Regions from separate parts of the Mus musculus genome. Here all the other regions are linked to region 2. A link is a contact called in public promoter capture Hi-C data. All regions are on one chromosome and are shown on one strand. The core of a region is the stretch at or near the end of the contact, and the rest is flanking DNA. Distances in the headings are between cores, read along the strand shown. Region 1 overlaps Cwc27 (CWC27 spliceosome-associated protein). Region 2 holds the start of Cenpk (centromere protein K). Region 3 overlaps Cwc27 (CWC27 spliceosome-associated protein). Region 4 overlaps Cwc27 (CWC27 spliceosome-associated protein).

Region 1 (3,493 bases), core at 572-3,071, 500 kb before region 2:
GGCCTCCAAGGGATGACAACCAAATAGAATGAAAGGTGAAAGCACTAATAAGGGGAGTGGACAAGGCAACTCGACAGGAGGAAGAGAGTCTCAAGAGCAAGGGAAAGAGTCAGATACATAAACTTCCACTGTTAGGGTCTCACAAAACAGCAACCTAACAGCCATAAGTGCAGAGGACCTGGAGCAGGCCAATGCAGGCCCTATGTCACTATGAGTCCATATGAGTCCTGCTTGGTTGGTTGGGGAGCATGTTCATATGGTCTCCTTCATCCTCTATGACTCCTACAGGTTTTCCTCACCCTCTTCCACAGGGTTACCCATCTCAAAGGAGAGAAACCCAATGGAGACCTCCAGTTAGCTATGAGTTTATTACCAGGTTTACTATTCCACGAATGAATTCCCTCCTGTGAACAGGCCCCAAATTCAGCCAAAGAGCAGTTAACTACCCTCACAAGGGTCACACCACTGTTAAGTCAATGGGCACAACTTGTCTGGAAGGTTTGTATTCATAGCTGGGAAAAACCATGTCTTATTTTTCTCCTAGCAGCCTGTATAGCTTCTCATAGCACTGAGAGCCAGCTAGGAGGGAGGGAGCTTACACTTCTGTTCCAGCTTGATTTGTCTGTGCCTACAGCCAAAGTATGTGGTACCTTCAGCAGTGGACTATTATCTAGTTATGGTGGATAACCAAGACAAATGCAGAAGTCTGCATTGCTTGGGGGCCTCTGGAATATCTCTAAGCAACAACTCAAAGGAAGGTATCTCACACCTGGGACTGAGATTTCTATTTAATATCTTGTAGCTTCTGGGAGGAATGTTATCTCCCGATTCAAGGTATCTCCTTCGTATTTTATAGATAGTGTACAGCACAGTTGGGTTTTTCGTATATACCCTTAGCATTTTACTAACTGAATATAGTTGCTTTTATATATATTCTTAGCATTTTGCTAACTGAACATAGTTGCAGTTTTATATATATCCTTAGCATTTTGCCAATTGAGGTACCTCTCCAGCCCTTACATTAACTTTAAAAGAAAAAGAAAAACCAGTGGCAGAGTAGATCTTGTTATGATACTCAGTTTCACTTTATAATTTCTTTTAAAACTCTTACTCCATTTAGTTGCTCCTATAATTTAACAGTCATGAATTGGTTGTGACATATTTTGATTACAGATGTAATTTCCTTCTGAGTACATGGTAGTGTAGTTTTTCATGTTAATCCTTATTTTTTTTTTTTTTGCACTGACCTTGTCATATAGTATGTTCTGAATAGAGCCACAGCTTGAGTGCCACTTTTTCCATGAAGTCTGAAAAGATGAAGATTTTAGTAAAGAGCAATAGTAAAATAGCAGTATTTTAAGTCCCAGAGATGGCATGAACAAAGGGCATGTGTGCCAAAGCTTAAATTTAGCCAAGGTAATGACGACTAGTATATTTTGACTGAAATTTAGAGTAATTGTATAGTCTACATGGAAGATAAAGTAGGAAAATGTGTTTTGAAGCTAGCTCATGAGAGGACTTGAACGCTTGAGAAAGAAGTGTGCTTAATTTATGGAGATGAATGCACAATTCAGTAGACTTTACATTCAGCTCAGGTGAATTTGACCTCTGTGTAGAGTTAAGCTCAAAGTAGACAGATAGACAGACACTGTGCTGTGAAAGGAAAGGTGGAGTGAAGTCAGGAACTGATGCCAAAGTGATCCTGACACCAGCATTCTAGTGGCTTTGTCAGAACTAGGAAAGAGAGGAATGGAACTGTGTGTTTGTTGTGAGACAGGATCTCTTTGAATACCCCAGGCTGACCTAGAAACTCACTATGTAAAGCAGACCACCTGGAACTCAAGCTTATAAAGGAGCACTTGCTGCTGCCTCCTGAATGCTAATATTAACAGTGTGTACCTCCTTGCCTGGCTCACAGCCAGCTTCTTTAGACGTGTTCTAGGGGCAGAACTCAGTTGTCCAGCTGTACATCTAGCACCCTTATCTACTGAATCAATTAACCTTTCTCGTTCTTTCTTTTTACTCTCTACTTCCTGTCCAGATTTAAAGTTACCATTTGGACGCCTCTTCATACTGGCTCCACATGGCACACTCCTAACTATTGTTTAGGGTCTAGTTTACATGGCTCTTCTGCAAAGTCATCTCTCACTTAGCCTGCACAAATCTTTCTGTTGCTGAACTTCTAAGTGCTTCAGTCATTTCTTTGTAGACAAGGTTTATGCCCTTTGCAATGCAAGCTCCTTGAAGAGTTTGTGTTGGTGTTGGTATGCTGTGTCATAAAGAACAGAGACTAGAATTTATAGATTTTTGGTTTTACTTTCTAGTTCCCTCAGTAAATGGTGGTGTCTACTTTCCATAAACCTCAGCCTCTACCTACACAGTGCCTGTGTTACATGCTATTAAGAAGATTGTCATCAGTGAAGTAACTGAATTGAAGAATTTATTGGCATTATGTTCCCATCCTTTCTTTCTTACCTTGATTTCTGTGCCTGTATCCAGAATGCTACATGTAAATATTAGATATTGTTAAATAAATTAGTAATCTCTAGTAAGAAGGCGAGGTACTGTAGATTTATTAGATTAAAATATATACATAGGGCAGTACAGAATTATTTATTGGTTAATAGTGTTGTATTCAAACTGTATTAAAATTCAGATGACTATATAATTAAAAACATACCCACTAGAAAAAAATCTTACATTAGACTTAATAACAGCAGAAGCCATTTATAAAAACACTTTCTCTTATTATCTAAACAGAAACTAGGTAGGCCTTGAGGAGGCCGAGCAGTTGCTTTTTTGGACCCTAAAGTAGGCCCATGGTTTTGGCAGTAATCCTGATATATATTTCAAGATTATAATTTTCATCTTTGTTTTAACAGATTTAAACATATTTCTTGCCAGTGGATAGGGGTTATGTTCTAGAGAATGTAAGATTGGGATCCCTAAAATTAGACTGTGATCTAAATAGTAATTTTTAAAGTTATACTTTATTCCAAGAGTTATGGACTCCCAAAGCATTGACAAATGTGATATTTTACTAGTCTAAAAGATTTTTACAACATTGAAAGTCCTCAATCACTTGAAAAATTCAACATAGTGAGAAATTTATAATATTTTGTATAGATCTATGCTTTTCTGTCTCACTTTGTCTTTTAGTCATTTTTGTTCAGTTTATGCTACATTACTTCAACAGAGTATCCAAATCTATTAGATTTTTATTATCTTGCACTTTCAAATTACAGATAAAATTATTCTCTATAGATACCAAGGGTGGCTTTTATTTAAATAATTATAAAATTTTCCTACATGATAAACAGTCCTAAGCAAGGGTGATATTTTACATATCTGACCGACATGATAAGTACTTTTGAAGATTTATTGTGTACTCAGTATCTTACAACCATTCTTAACTATGTAGTAGGAGAACTGAGTCTCAGAGAAGTTAAGTAACTGATCTAAGTCACTCTTCAACTGATAAGTGATGGAGTTG
Region 2 (3,574 bases), core at 936-3,435:
TACCATAATACCCTTAATGGTGCATTATATACAATATTATGAATGACCTCTATAAGCAAAAAAAATCTCCCTGAGAACCAAAACTACCATTATTTTTTTTCTCTTTCTATAGCTTATCAAGTATAAAAATTTTTAAAAGAATGCTTTTAGGTATAAAATCTATACAAATAATTTATAAAAAAAATAGTTATGCGGAAACTAACACGGTTTCTTTCCTAAGTCAATTATGTAAAATTATATTAATATATCACTTTTATCTGTTGAAACTTACATCTTCCATGTCTTTCCACATTTCTTCACATTCTTTAATAAGTTCTTCCTCTGTATCTATAACAGCTTCCACATCTGTAATAGTATCTGGATGTACTTCTTGTTTATTCTCTGACATATCCTTTATAGTTTTCTTCACCTTACTGCAACTACTAACGTTAAAAAAAAAAAAAAAAGACACATGCATTAAACAACTATCTGCTGAATGTAGGAGTGACTAAAAAAACAAAAAGTCCTTTTTATCAAAAGAGAAACATGAACACGCACCTGTTGGAGGGAATATTTTCATATAGCCATTATTAAAAAAAAAAAAAGAGTATGGATGTTAGCAAAAATTAGAAACAGAACTACCACAGGATCCAGTAATTCCACTATTAGATATATATCCAAAGGAAACTAGCATGTTAAAAAGATGTTTACAATCTTGTTTACTATAGCACCATTCACAATAGCCCAGATATGTAATCAACTAAGTGTCCACCTAATGAAGAATGGATTTAAATTTTAAAAAGTTCCATTGTAACAGGAGAGTCAGTAGAAAAACAAGAGTGCAAAATTCAGGTAGGTGAGGAGATGTATTGGTAAGAGCTTGTGGAAGGTGTGTTTGAATTACTTCTTCCAACTAAGTGAAATGGAACCTAAGGTGATCCACTGTGAGGAAGTATCAAGGAATTTGAATTTTAAGAGCAGATACAGCCAGGTGGTGTGACCCCTGCCTTTAATCCCAGCACTTGGGAAGCAGAAGCAGAGGCATTCGAATCTCTGTCCTTTCAAGGACAGTCAGGACATAAAAGAAAAATCCTATCTCAGAAGGGGTCAGGGTTCAGAGAAATAGCTTATCACATAAAGGCTATAAGGTTTACAAACAAAATTTTAAGAGGAGAGGGGGAAAGGTTACAGAATGTTGGTTTTTTTTGTTTTTTGTTTTTGTCTTTAAGAAAACTCAAAGAATATAAAGCAACTTTGGATAGTAGCCCACTTTAAATTACTAACTAGTGGCCCAATTAAAACAACAAAAGATAGCATATTAATGAATATAGTCATCCAGGGCAAGGTTACTAGATGGCTGTTGTAAAGATGATAGTGTATCATGAGGTACAGTTAGGTAATTTTAAGGATGTAGAGAGGACCTGTAGTTTACAACATCAGATGTAAATCAGAATAAACACCGCCCCAATGTATTTTTTTACTCATAAGGAATTTTTAAGTCTTAAATTGCTTAACCTGTAAATTACCAACGGAGAAGTGGTACAGGATGCAGCTTTGTTGTTGGAATAGACAGAACACGGTAGCATGCTCCTAGGTTAAAGGTGTCAATAACGCGAAGATGTCAACTCCCCCCAAATTGTCCTCTTTTATCTTAATTAACATCTTAAAGGCGACAAAAACTCTGTCGCACTTGATGAGGAAATTCTAGACCTATACAGAAATATAAAGATCCAGAAATAGCAAAGGCTCATAGACTATATGCTAATCGTCAAACATAGAGCAGGCAGGTGGAGACGCGGGAACGTAACACGCAGGCCCTTCGTGAATTTCTCGCGTCACATACATACACATTCCAAGTCAAAAAGAATATTCTAAATGGGAGGCCACCTTATAAATTACAGTAATTTCAATATATAGTTTAGCTGATAGAAATCTACTTCATTCTTTTTAACAAAAAGTTCCTTCCAACCCCGCCCCTCGGCTTTTTCGGGAAAAAACAGGTAGGTTCTAGAACAGCATTGGCCCGAGAGGCCGAGAAGCGCGAGACCTCCAGTTCGTAAGGCGTAAGCGTCCGATCTAGGGGGTACCTGGGTCCCCCAAACCCGCGAGCTGCCATCCTCCTTGACAGAAAACTGGGGCCTTTGCCAGTCAGAGCCGGTTTCAACTCACTTCAGTCCTCCGGCCTCCTCAGCGCTCTCGTCAACACAGCCAAGCCGCGCTGTTTACGCGCGCTGCTCGCTGATTGGACCAGCTGCGCCCACCGCAGCCAATCAAAAAGCGCTTCCGGCAGCTGACGGACAAAAGCTGCGCCGCGGCTCGGGGAAACCTAGTTCACTCGGTCGTCGCGTCTCTTCTAACGCCTCGGACGACATGGCGACCGAGAGTGGGAGCGATTCGCAGCTGAGGAGGAGAAGGCGCCGAGACCCAGAGGGATCAGAAAAAACGGAACTGAGCGAGCGAGAACCGGCCCTGGCAGTGGCGGGGAGCGAAGAAAATGATGATGAGAATGAAGAGCGCTGGGTCGGGCCTTTACCGGTGGAGGCAACCCTTGCCAAGAAGAGGAAAGGTAGCAGCGGAGAGCCCGCGAGCAAGCTGGACGGCTACTCCGGCCGAGTGGGAGGGTTGATCTCAAGCACGCCCACGGGCGGGAGTGAGATTGTGGGTTTGTGCACTTAGAACGGACGATCTTCACTGCATTTCCTCCCTAAAGAGTGAATTGGTGTTAGTATGGCGTGTTAAAAAAAAAAAAAAAAAAAGGAACACCGTTGATTCCTGACTGTCAGAGATGATACAAACTAGTGCTTGTCTGTATTTCTGTGTTTGGATGCTTTTTTTGACCTCATAGCTGCTGTGTGAAGTTGGAATTCCTAATATTGATTGAGCAGGTGTGGGAAGGAGCTCTCAGAATCATAAACACTTAAGCTTTCAACCCTGACTCGTCTAGTAATGAATTTTCAAACTCAGGGGAAGTTGCTTAAGCTAGCTGGATATGAAGCCATACTCGAGACAATATAGTAAAGTTTTGCCACTAACGTGAATAATAACAAGATTTTATAATATTAAAGTTTGGTAAAGAGATAATATTTACTGTTTTAAAGACTGTTCTAGGAACTTTTTCATAAATGTCTTAGGGTTGTGTGTGTGTGTGTGTTCGTTCGCTCACGCGTTAATCTCAATTCTGACTGTGGAACTATTTAAAAATCTTTTATTTTCAGAACAAAGCCCAAACACCTTAACATGGATTATGAGGCAGTTTGTCTCTCTTTATTTCCCCAAGCAGGACTCCCAATTCTGTCCATTCTCAAAACCCTACCTTGTCCTTGAGCAAGGGCTCCTCTACGTTCCTGTCCAGATACTGTGAAGTGTCTCTATCTGGAGTCATTTCTCTCCTTTAACCATGCTAGCTTTTTAACAGGTCTAGGTTTTAGGTCAGTGCTTTTTGAACATTGGATAGTGACACCCTTTAGTTAGCTCCTTACTTTTTCTGCCCAATCCTGCTTTTGCCTTCGAGGCACTTACTACTTTTTGTAGTTGTGTGTTTACTCATGTGACTTCCTGAACACTACTAGCCTAATCATGTAAGAACAAGGATCTT
Region 3 (3,592 bases), core at 151-2,650, 410 kb before region 2:
TATGATAATATTTGGAGGTAGGGCATTTGGGGAGTAAATAGGGATTGATGAGATCATAAGGGTGAACCCCCCCCCATGATGAGATTAGTGTTCCTATAAGAAGCAAGCCAGACTAGTCTTCCCCTCCATTCACCCACACTGTGTAAGGACATCTTAGAGCCCAAGGAGAGAGCCCTAGTCAGGTGAGTGTTGGCTTCTGTCTTCAAAGTGTGGAAAATTACATTTCTGTTTGTATACCACCATATCCATGGCATTGGGATATAGGCTAACCTGAGAAAAGCATTCATGAATCACATGGGTTAAAGTTAGATCCGGGCCCCTTTGCCATTTACAGAAGCCTTCAGATGGCATGGTGTGCAAGCCTTACTTGTGAGCACTGTGAAGTGTCTAGGCTGGGCCCTACCATCTTCTTCCCAGGTAAGAAAGCAGGCAGGAGAAGCAGGGTGACTTCCCCACAGCCACAGTGAGTGGCCCAAGCTCAGGTCTGACCTCATTCACAAAGGTTTCTGGAGAAAGTGTTGAAGTCAGAGCAGATTTTGAGGGCCAAGGCAATGGGAAAAGATTTTAGGAAGAAGTGGTAATTAAACTGGACTTTGATAGGACCAGGAAAGGAGGGGACAGAACCTTGTAGAAAAGTAACACGGACAAAAGTGAGGTGCAGCCTGCAGAACAGTGTGCTCCTTCAAAGACTCAGATGGAAGCAACACTTGGAAACTGTTTCGTCGTGCTGAAATTTGTATTTACAAACAAAGGCTGTTTCTGCCTTTCAAACCATTACCCAAATCATTTAGGTTTGTGTTCTGGAGTCCAAAGAATGACGAACTTAAATAATAACCAGGAGCTATTTAGTTGGGTTTCTTAAGAATTCTAATAGGGAAATGGGAAGTCCTCACAACATGCAAACAAGTTATGTTGTAACAAATTATGTGTATGTTCTCAAAGAGTAACAAGGTCATTCAAACCAAGAAGAAGGCTGGCTGAGGACACTAAATGCATTTTCCCACACTTCCAAGCTAAGCAAACAGGAGCAGATGTTAATCTTTAAGCAGTTTAACTGGCCCATGTGAGACAGGTCAGCACTGGATTACTATAACACAGTGTACTATCTGTACAAATACCTTGCCTCACCTTTTTAGTACTAACTAGCCCTTTTCTTTGTTAGAAAGTTGAAAGGGTGAACTGCTTGCCTGAAAATGAAGTTTATACAGTGGTTAATTGCTAAATAATTTGGTATTGAATTAAAACTATCAAGAAAATCAGTATCCTAGCCAAAGTGGTTTTTCCCGAGGTGATGGGAATCCCAGAAAATTGGACGTGTTCGCAGGCACTTATCAGCAGCATTTTTCTGGCCAAGCATTGCTGCATGATGAGGTACAGAGGCCAGTGAAACAGAGCCTCTGTTCTTCAGAGCACTGTGACCCAGAGAGGCAGGGTTGCACCACCCTGAAAATGGCTGGAGCTATGGACAAGACTCAGGGGCACCAGGAGAGGATCTCCTCGCTGCTGGAGAAAGCGGGCCAGGCCCAGCAGGAGCCAGGGTGGTGGCACAGCTAATGGGAGGCAGAGAGAGTGAAGTCTTGGAAATACAGAAGCAGCAAGGAGGTTGCAGGGAGTGGAGATTCTCCAGGAAGCTACAGAGAGTCTGGCATATCTGAAATGAAAGATGGGGATCGTGCAGAGCATGGTGTGGCAAACAAGAGCCAGACTAAAGAAGGGATATGAGAAATTGGGGGTCCTTTTGTATACAGTAGACCAAGGGCTTTAAACCAGAAGGGCTTTTACAGCTAGATTGGCTGTGTGTTTGCAGCAGGGTGTGGGGGGAAGCAGGGATAAATAAATAAATATAGACATAAGACAGAAAGAGGAAAGAAAGATAGAGAAAGAGAGACAGAGAGGGATCCATGGACCACAATGTAAACCTTAGTAATTTGACCCCTGACATAATCAGACACCCATGCTCATAAGAGTGGTCCTCGGCCCTGCTTCTGCCCCTCAGGTGCCTTCAGCTAAATATGGCCATAGCTAGGTCCTCATCTAAGTAGAACAAATAGGAGCTGGGACTGGAAAATACGTATTTAAGACAGTAACAGGATTCATAGTAGAAGTTGATTCTGTTTTTAAGCACTTTTCTCCCAAAGATGTACCCTTGTTGGTGGGGTGGGAGATGGGGGGGAAGGGTAGCACACGGATTGGGGGGAGTGGTGAAAGACGTTAAAAGCCAGTCTGGGGTGCCCACATGATCCTCCCTTTATAGCTACATTGTAATGTCTTGCACAGCAGAATAAGCAGTACCCATTGTAACTTCTTACCAGACCTAGCACAGAATAAGCAGTACCCATTGTAACTTCTTACTAGACCTAGTACAGAATAAGCAGTACCCATTGTAACTTCTTACTAGACCTAGTACAGAATAATCAGTACCTATTGTAACTTCTTACTAGACCTAGCACAGAATAAGCAGTACCCATTGTAACTTCTTACTAGACCTAGTACAGAATAATCAGTACCCATTGTAACTTCTTACTAGACCTAGTACAGAATAATCAGTACCCATTGTAACTTCTTACTAGACCTAGTACAGAATAATCAGTACCCATTGTAACTTCTTACTAGACCTAGCACAGAATAAGCAGTACCCATTGTAACTTCTTACTAGACCTAGTACAGACTTCACTTTTGACTGATTCCTGAGGTTAACAATCCGTCTCTGCAAATAAAAGCCTGTTACCTCTTCCATCTAGTCAACAGCGTACAGGTTCCTCTACCGTCTCACAAGTTGCCTGTGAGAGGGGACTGCTCGGCTGCGGGTGTAGCTCCATGTTAGAGTGTTTACCCAGCATGCACAGGCCTGGGTCAGCCTCTAGCTCTGCAAAGAGAAAGGAGTGGGATCCTGTCTTTCCTGCCTATCCATAGTGCAGACACCACCAGGTAACATGGAAACCTCTTTTCTTTGAGAGCACTCTCAGTGGGAGTTCTCGTTATTGCCTCAATGCTGTGTTAACATTCCAAACACATTTGCCTCATGTCTGTGTGTTCTCCCAGTTTGCTTCAGGAGACCAGAGCCCGGGTCATGCTTGACTTTTTGTCCTTGGTAACTAGCATTGGCCTCACTCATAAAAAGCCCTCAAATGTCTGTTGAGTAAATAATTGATTTTACCTCATTACCTTGTTTTCAAACTATAAATAAGGACTGGACTGTGCCCTTGGAATTGCTCAATTTGAAGAGCAGAGTAGGCACCAATAAGCTTCTACCCGTGTGTGAGTACCTTGTCATATGAATCCAATCTTGGGGTTGGAGAGATGGCTCATCAGTTAAGAACACTTGTTGCTGGATCCTCCGGTAGTACTATGTCCAATTTTCTGAGGAACCACCAAACAGATTTCCATAGTGGTTGTACCAGCTTGCAATCCCACCAGCAATGGAGAAGTGTTCCTCTTTCTCCACATCCTCACCAGCATCTGCTGTCACCGGAGTTTTTGATCTTAGCCATTCTGATTGGTGTGAGGTGGAATCTCAAGGTTGTTTTGATTTGCATTTCCCTGATGATTAAGGATGTTGAACATTTTTTAGGTGCTTCTCTGCCATTCGGTA
Region 4 (3,516 bases), core at 655-3,154, 460 kb before region 2:
CCAGCTTACTGACTGGATGGATTTCCCAGTGAGCACCATTATGCTTTCCAGCACAACCACTTCCCAGGTTTTATTTCAGAGAGTTGTACCCAACACTCATCAGGGCACTGTCTGTGAAAGTGCAAGCTATAAGCAGAAACAGGAGAGGCAGAGCTTGTTCCCCCAGACAGCCTGCCAGTGAATACTGTTTGGTCTTTGAGCAAGTTCAGAATTACAGGTAAACCCAATGGTAAGCTGTTCTGCATCTGAGCATCCAAATGTATAGAAAATATAAGTTAAGTTTTGATCCTTTCTCAAAAGAATTTTTAACATTTCTCCCTGTCAGACTTATTGGTACCTTGACAGTAGGATTGAATATACATAAATATATTTTATTCAAACATGTATGGTATTAAAATGAAAAATTGCATCTGCTCTCTGCTTCTTTAAGTGAGGTTTAATTATTCGAAAGGAGTTATAACTACAAAATTCCTTATAGATGTAAAATACAGTACCTATTACTCATTGCCAAATCATCATACTTCTTATTTATATAACACAAACACTGTCCTGCCTCAGGCTTCATTACAGTTCATTCTTACCAATCCTGAGAAGAAATTTAACCAAGGAGAGTTTCCACTTAGCAAATGAAGAATCCAAACCATTAAAGATACTTAGTGCCTACCCTAACTTACTCAGTGGATTTGGGAGTCAGAAGTTTTACTCAGTGCTCTTTCCACTGTAAGCTACAAAGCACTGTTTCCTTTAAAAATGAAATGAGCCACAAACAACACGACCTATTGCTGGATGATGGGCTCAGCAAACTGAGTACTTGCATGCAATGCATGGGATCAGGCTAAAGCTGAGCAAAGACATTTGTTCCACCCATCCTCCAAACCCAGGTTCCAGAAAGACCATTTGGACAGTCACTTATCAAAAGAAGCAGTTTGGTGATGGTCTCTCCTACCTTTTCTCCATCTCCTAATTTAATTTGTTAGAGCTGTCGCTAACCATGGAGAAAAGGGAAGACCAGCATGTAAACTGATAGGGAGAAAACGTGGTCAAAGCAGATAACCTCTTCTAAGACAGTAAGACAGAGCCAGAAATGACTGACTATGCTGTTTTAAAAGTCAGATGTGTTTCCTATTTAGATTGTAGTATTCTGGAAAAAACAAAACAAAACAAAAAAACTGAAGAAAAATAGCTTTACCTAAAGTAGTTAGAAGTAAACTCCAAAGTTTGAAAGCTCTCTATATTGTTTTTCCTTTGTTCCTCCTAGCCCTTCCTTCCCCCACTCTTTTTCTCTGAACTCTCTTAAGACTAATGATGAAAAGAATTGTGGGTACCAAACTTGGAAATGTAGTCCCATCAATTACCTCAAGCTAGCAATATAATTAATGAGAAGACTTTAAAGCATTCTGGGGTTTTATAGAAGACTTGAGAATGATCTCGTGAAGTGTTGGCATACAAATAATAAGTGTGACCACCTACCTCTTAGCAGGCTTCAGTCCCTCAGTGGAGCACTTTCATGGTCCCAGTTCTGTCTCATCTCCTCATCCTCTCCTTCCTCATCCTATTCATCCAGTCTTTGTTTTCAAAGAATGAGTTCCCTGTCTTACTCAAATGCATCTTTCAGTGAGTTGTCCTCACAGAGTGGTTCCGCTGTCTCTTGCATCTACTGTGGCTAAATGTCTTTTTCCTACAAGGTCATTTTGCTGCCTCACTCTGTCTGGCTTCCACTCACTCACCTGAGTGAACTTCCCAAAAGCTTCCTCAAAATTTCTGTGTTATTTCTTCTGCCTCCCTTGGTAGATTATGCCTTACTCCTTGTCCAGTGTACGAACTTTCATGGCAGGAGCTAACACTGTTTCCCTTCCTCCAGTGCACACTGCCACCTCCCCCACCCACCCTAACTAGTTTGCTTTGTGACAGGATAGAAAAGCAGCAGGCTTTGAAGTCTGAAAGCTGGGGTTTCAAACCCTTGCCCTCCACATCTGTAATCTTGCCCTATAACCTGAGGCAAGAGACCTAACCTCTCTGAACCCCTGCTTCCTCAGGCGTGCAATAGGGATAAGAATAGCCCTTCTGCTGCAGGAGGTAAAGTGGGAAAGCCCACTGTGTCTCAGTCACCTCATGTCCTAAAAGTGCTGCTGCTGGGGAAGTTGTTGTAAGTTTTAGAAAACTTACTGCTTCCTTCAGTTTCTCCGGTCGCAGAGGAAAAATAATGCGTGTCTTGGCACGCCTTACTTGCAAGTATTTTAAGGATTAATGTAAACTCTGGCAAGTATTTGAAGAATGTTATCTCATTCATTCATTATTAAAAAAAAAAAAAAGCAGTAGAGCTTTCCTTTAAGTACTGCTAAAATCATACATATTCTACAGTTTTTAGTTTACTGGGAGATCATAGATGCAGGCAATTTTAATAGCTATATTTTTAGTTTACCTGGTTGGCTTCAGAAATCTTTTTATTTTGAACTTAAGGGTTTTGTTCGTTTGGTTTTGTTTTTCGGGTATTTGGCAGCGGGGGTCGGAGCAGGGGTTGGTTGGGGTTTGTCTCTTCCATTCTTGCTACAATGCTACATATATAATTTGTAGTTTCCCCATCCAGCATAGGAGGGTGACACAGAATCACTGTCAAATGGCTATCAGACTATGAGGGCTGTGGGTCACACACCTGGAGAAGTACACTGTGCTCTGTAGGACATGTGGGAACATCAGTCAGCCTTGGTGAAGGAAGCTGTGAATTGAACAGGAGCAACAAACCATAGCTGATATGTACAAAGCTGGATCCTTACTAAAAAGCTATTGATATCTCCCAGTAATTCCCAGTAGCCCTTAATAATCATTTGTATGATACAGTTCTTTCTTGGAATCATGAAGAATGGAGAAATATGGGAAAGGGTTACTTGTCAGATAGGGCAAATTTATTATTTACTAATGAATAAAACCCAATTTAATATTCTTTATTTAGACTCCATCCTTACTGATTTAAGTTCTCCCTTCAGTACTGGGGAATTAAACTCAGGACCTGTGTGTACAGGGCAATTATCATTCCCAACCCTTGAATTCAAAGGCAAGCTCTCCCTACATACCCAAGACTGGCCTTGAGCTAGTTCATCTCCTGACTAAGCCTCCACCACCTCACCCCACTTTCCCTATTTTTTAATATATTATAAACTCAATTAATTTAAATGTATTTTAGTATATTTTGTAGTAGCCTCAATTAAGTCCTGTAATGGCTATACATTATTAACACAATAGCTGTTACTTGAATTATAAACCAAACAAAGTAATATGATCCTGAGAAAAAATGGTGAAATTTTATTTTTAGATAAAAGGATTTTTTAAACTTTTTTAAATCTAACACAGTATGGGAAAATAAGTGAAAGGAAGGAAGGAAGGTAGGAAAGAGATACTTAGAGAACATTTTTTAAATGTATTGTTAGCCTGTGTGTGTGGGCACACGTGTGCATGCAGGCACAGAGGCCAGAGGTAAGCTACTGATCCCCTCAAGCTGAAGTACAGGTGGTTTCGTGC

The links. Promoter capture Hi-C pulls out the DNA fragments that hold promoters and counts their contacts.
Region 1: a promoter capture Hi-C map of neural stem cells shows a contact between it and region 2. The contact joins the enhancer-like site here to the promoter of Cenpk in region 2. A contact is called at or near these places in 9 of 39 promoter capture datasets (the HPC-7 cell line, cranial neural crest, frontonasal cranial neural crest and 5 more), 4 of 115 datasets of contacts at active chromatin or transcription factors (the 230-238 cell line, the SCID.adh cell line, bone marrow-derived macrophages and 1 more) and 4 of 9 other capture datasets (adipose tissue, liver, macrophages and 1 more).
Region 3: a promoter capture Hi-C map of liver shows a contact between it and region 2, with 4 times the contacts expected there. The contact joins the enhancer-like site here to the promoter of Cenpk in region 2. A contact is called at or near these places in 8 of 39 promoter capture datasets (3T3-L1-derived adipocytes, the C10 cell line, cranial neural crest and 3 more), 1 of 15 datasets of contacts at CTCF or cohesin (the NIH/3T3 cell line), 3 of 115 datasets of contacts at active chromatin or transcription factors (neural tube, stem cell-derived neural progenitor cells and thymic regulatory T cells) and 2 of 9 other capture datasets (embryonic stem cells and liver).
Region 4: a contact with region 2 is called in a promoter capture Hi-C map of cranial neural crest. The contact joins the enhancer-like site here to the promoter of Cenpk in region 2. A contact is called at or near these places in 17 of 39 promoter capture datasets (the 3T3-L1 cell line, 3T3-L1-derived adipocytes, the C10 cell line and 11 more), 9 of 115 datasets of contacts at active chromatin or transcription factors (astrocytes, bone marrow-derived macrophages, embryonic forebrain and 6 more) and 4 of 9 other capture datasets (adipose tissue, liver, macrophages and 1 more).

Annotation. Positions count from the first base shown.
Region 1 is chr13:104,728,264-104,731,756 of GRCm38.p6, reverse strand. All of the region lies in intron 10 of Cwc27 (CWC27 spliceosome-associated protein), which reads left to right. Among named protein-coding and RNA genes, the nearest start is that of Cwc27, 87 kb to the left of the region's middle. Within about 2 kb of position 1,821, at least 7 of the 459 cell types and tissues checked have an H3K27ac peak or open chromatin away from gene starts, as enhancers often do. A contact at or near this core is called in neural stem cells, where this site is marked.
Region 2 is chr13:104,227,577-104,231,150 of GRCm38.p6, reverse strand. Cenpk (centromere protein K) reads right to left here and starts at 2,185. Exons shown (of 10, transcript NM_001377093.1): 1 at 2,149-2,185; 2 at 272-422. The coding sequence starts at 388. Ppwd1 (peptidylprolyl isomerase domain and WD repeat containing 1) reads left to right here and starts at 2,307. Exons shown (of 11, transcript NM_172807.4): 1 at 2,307-2,545. The coding sequence starts at 2,350.
Region 3 is chr13:104,638,724-104,642,315 of GRCm38.p6, reverse strand. The region is part of intron 13 of Cwc27 (CWC27 spliceosome-associated protein); the gene reads left to right. Among named protein-coding and RNA genes, the nearest start is that of Cwc27, 180 kb to the left of the region's middle. Within about 2 kb of position 1,400, at least 29 of the 459 cell types and tissues checked have an H3K27ac peak or open chromatin away from gene starts, as enhancers often do. A contact at or near this core is called in liver, where this site is marked.
Region 4 is chr13:104,683,244-104,686,759 of GRCm38.p6, reverse strand. The region is part of intron 11 of Cwc27 (CWC27 spliceosome-associated protein); the gene reads left to right. Among named protein-coding and RNA genes, the nearest start is that of Cwc27, 130 kb to the left of the region's middle. Within about 2 kb of position 1,904, at least 16 of the 459 cell types and tissues checked have an H3K27ac peak or open chromatin away from gene starts, as enhancers often do.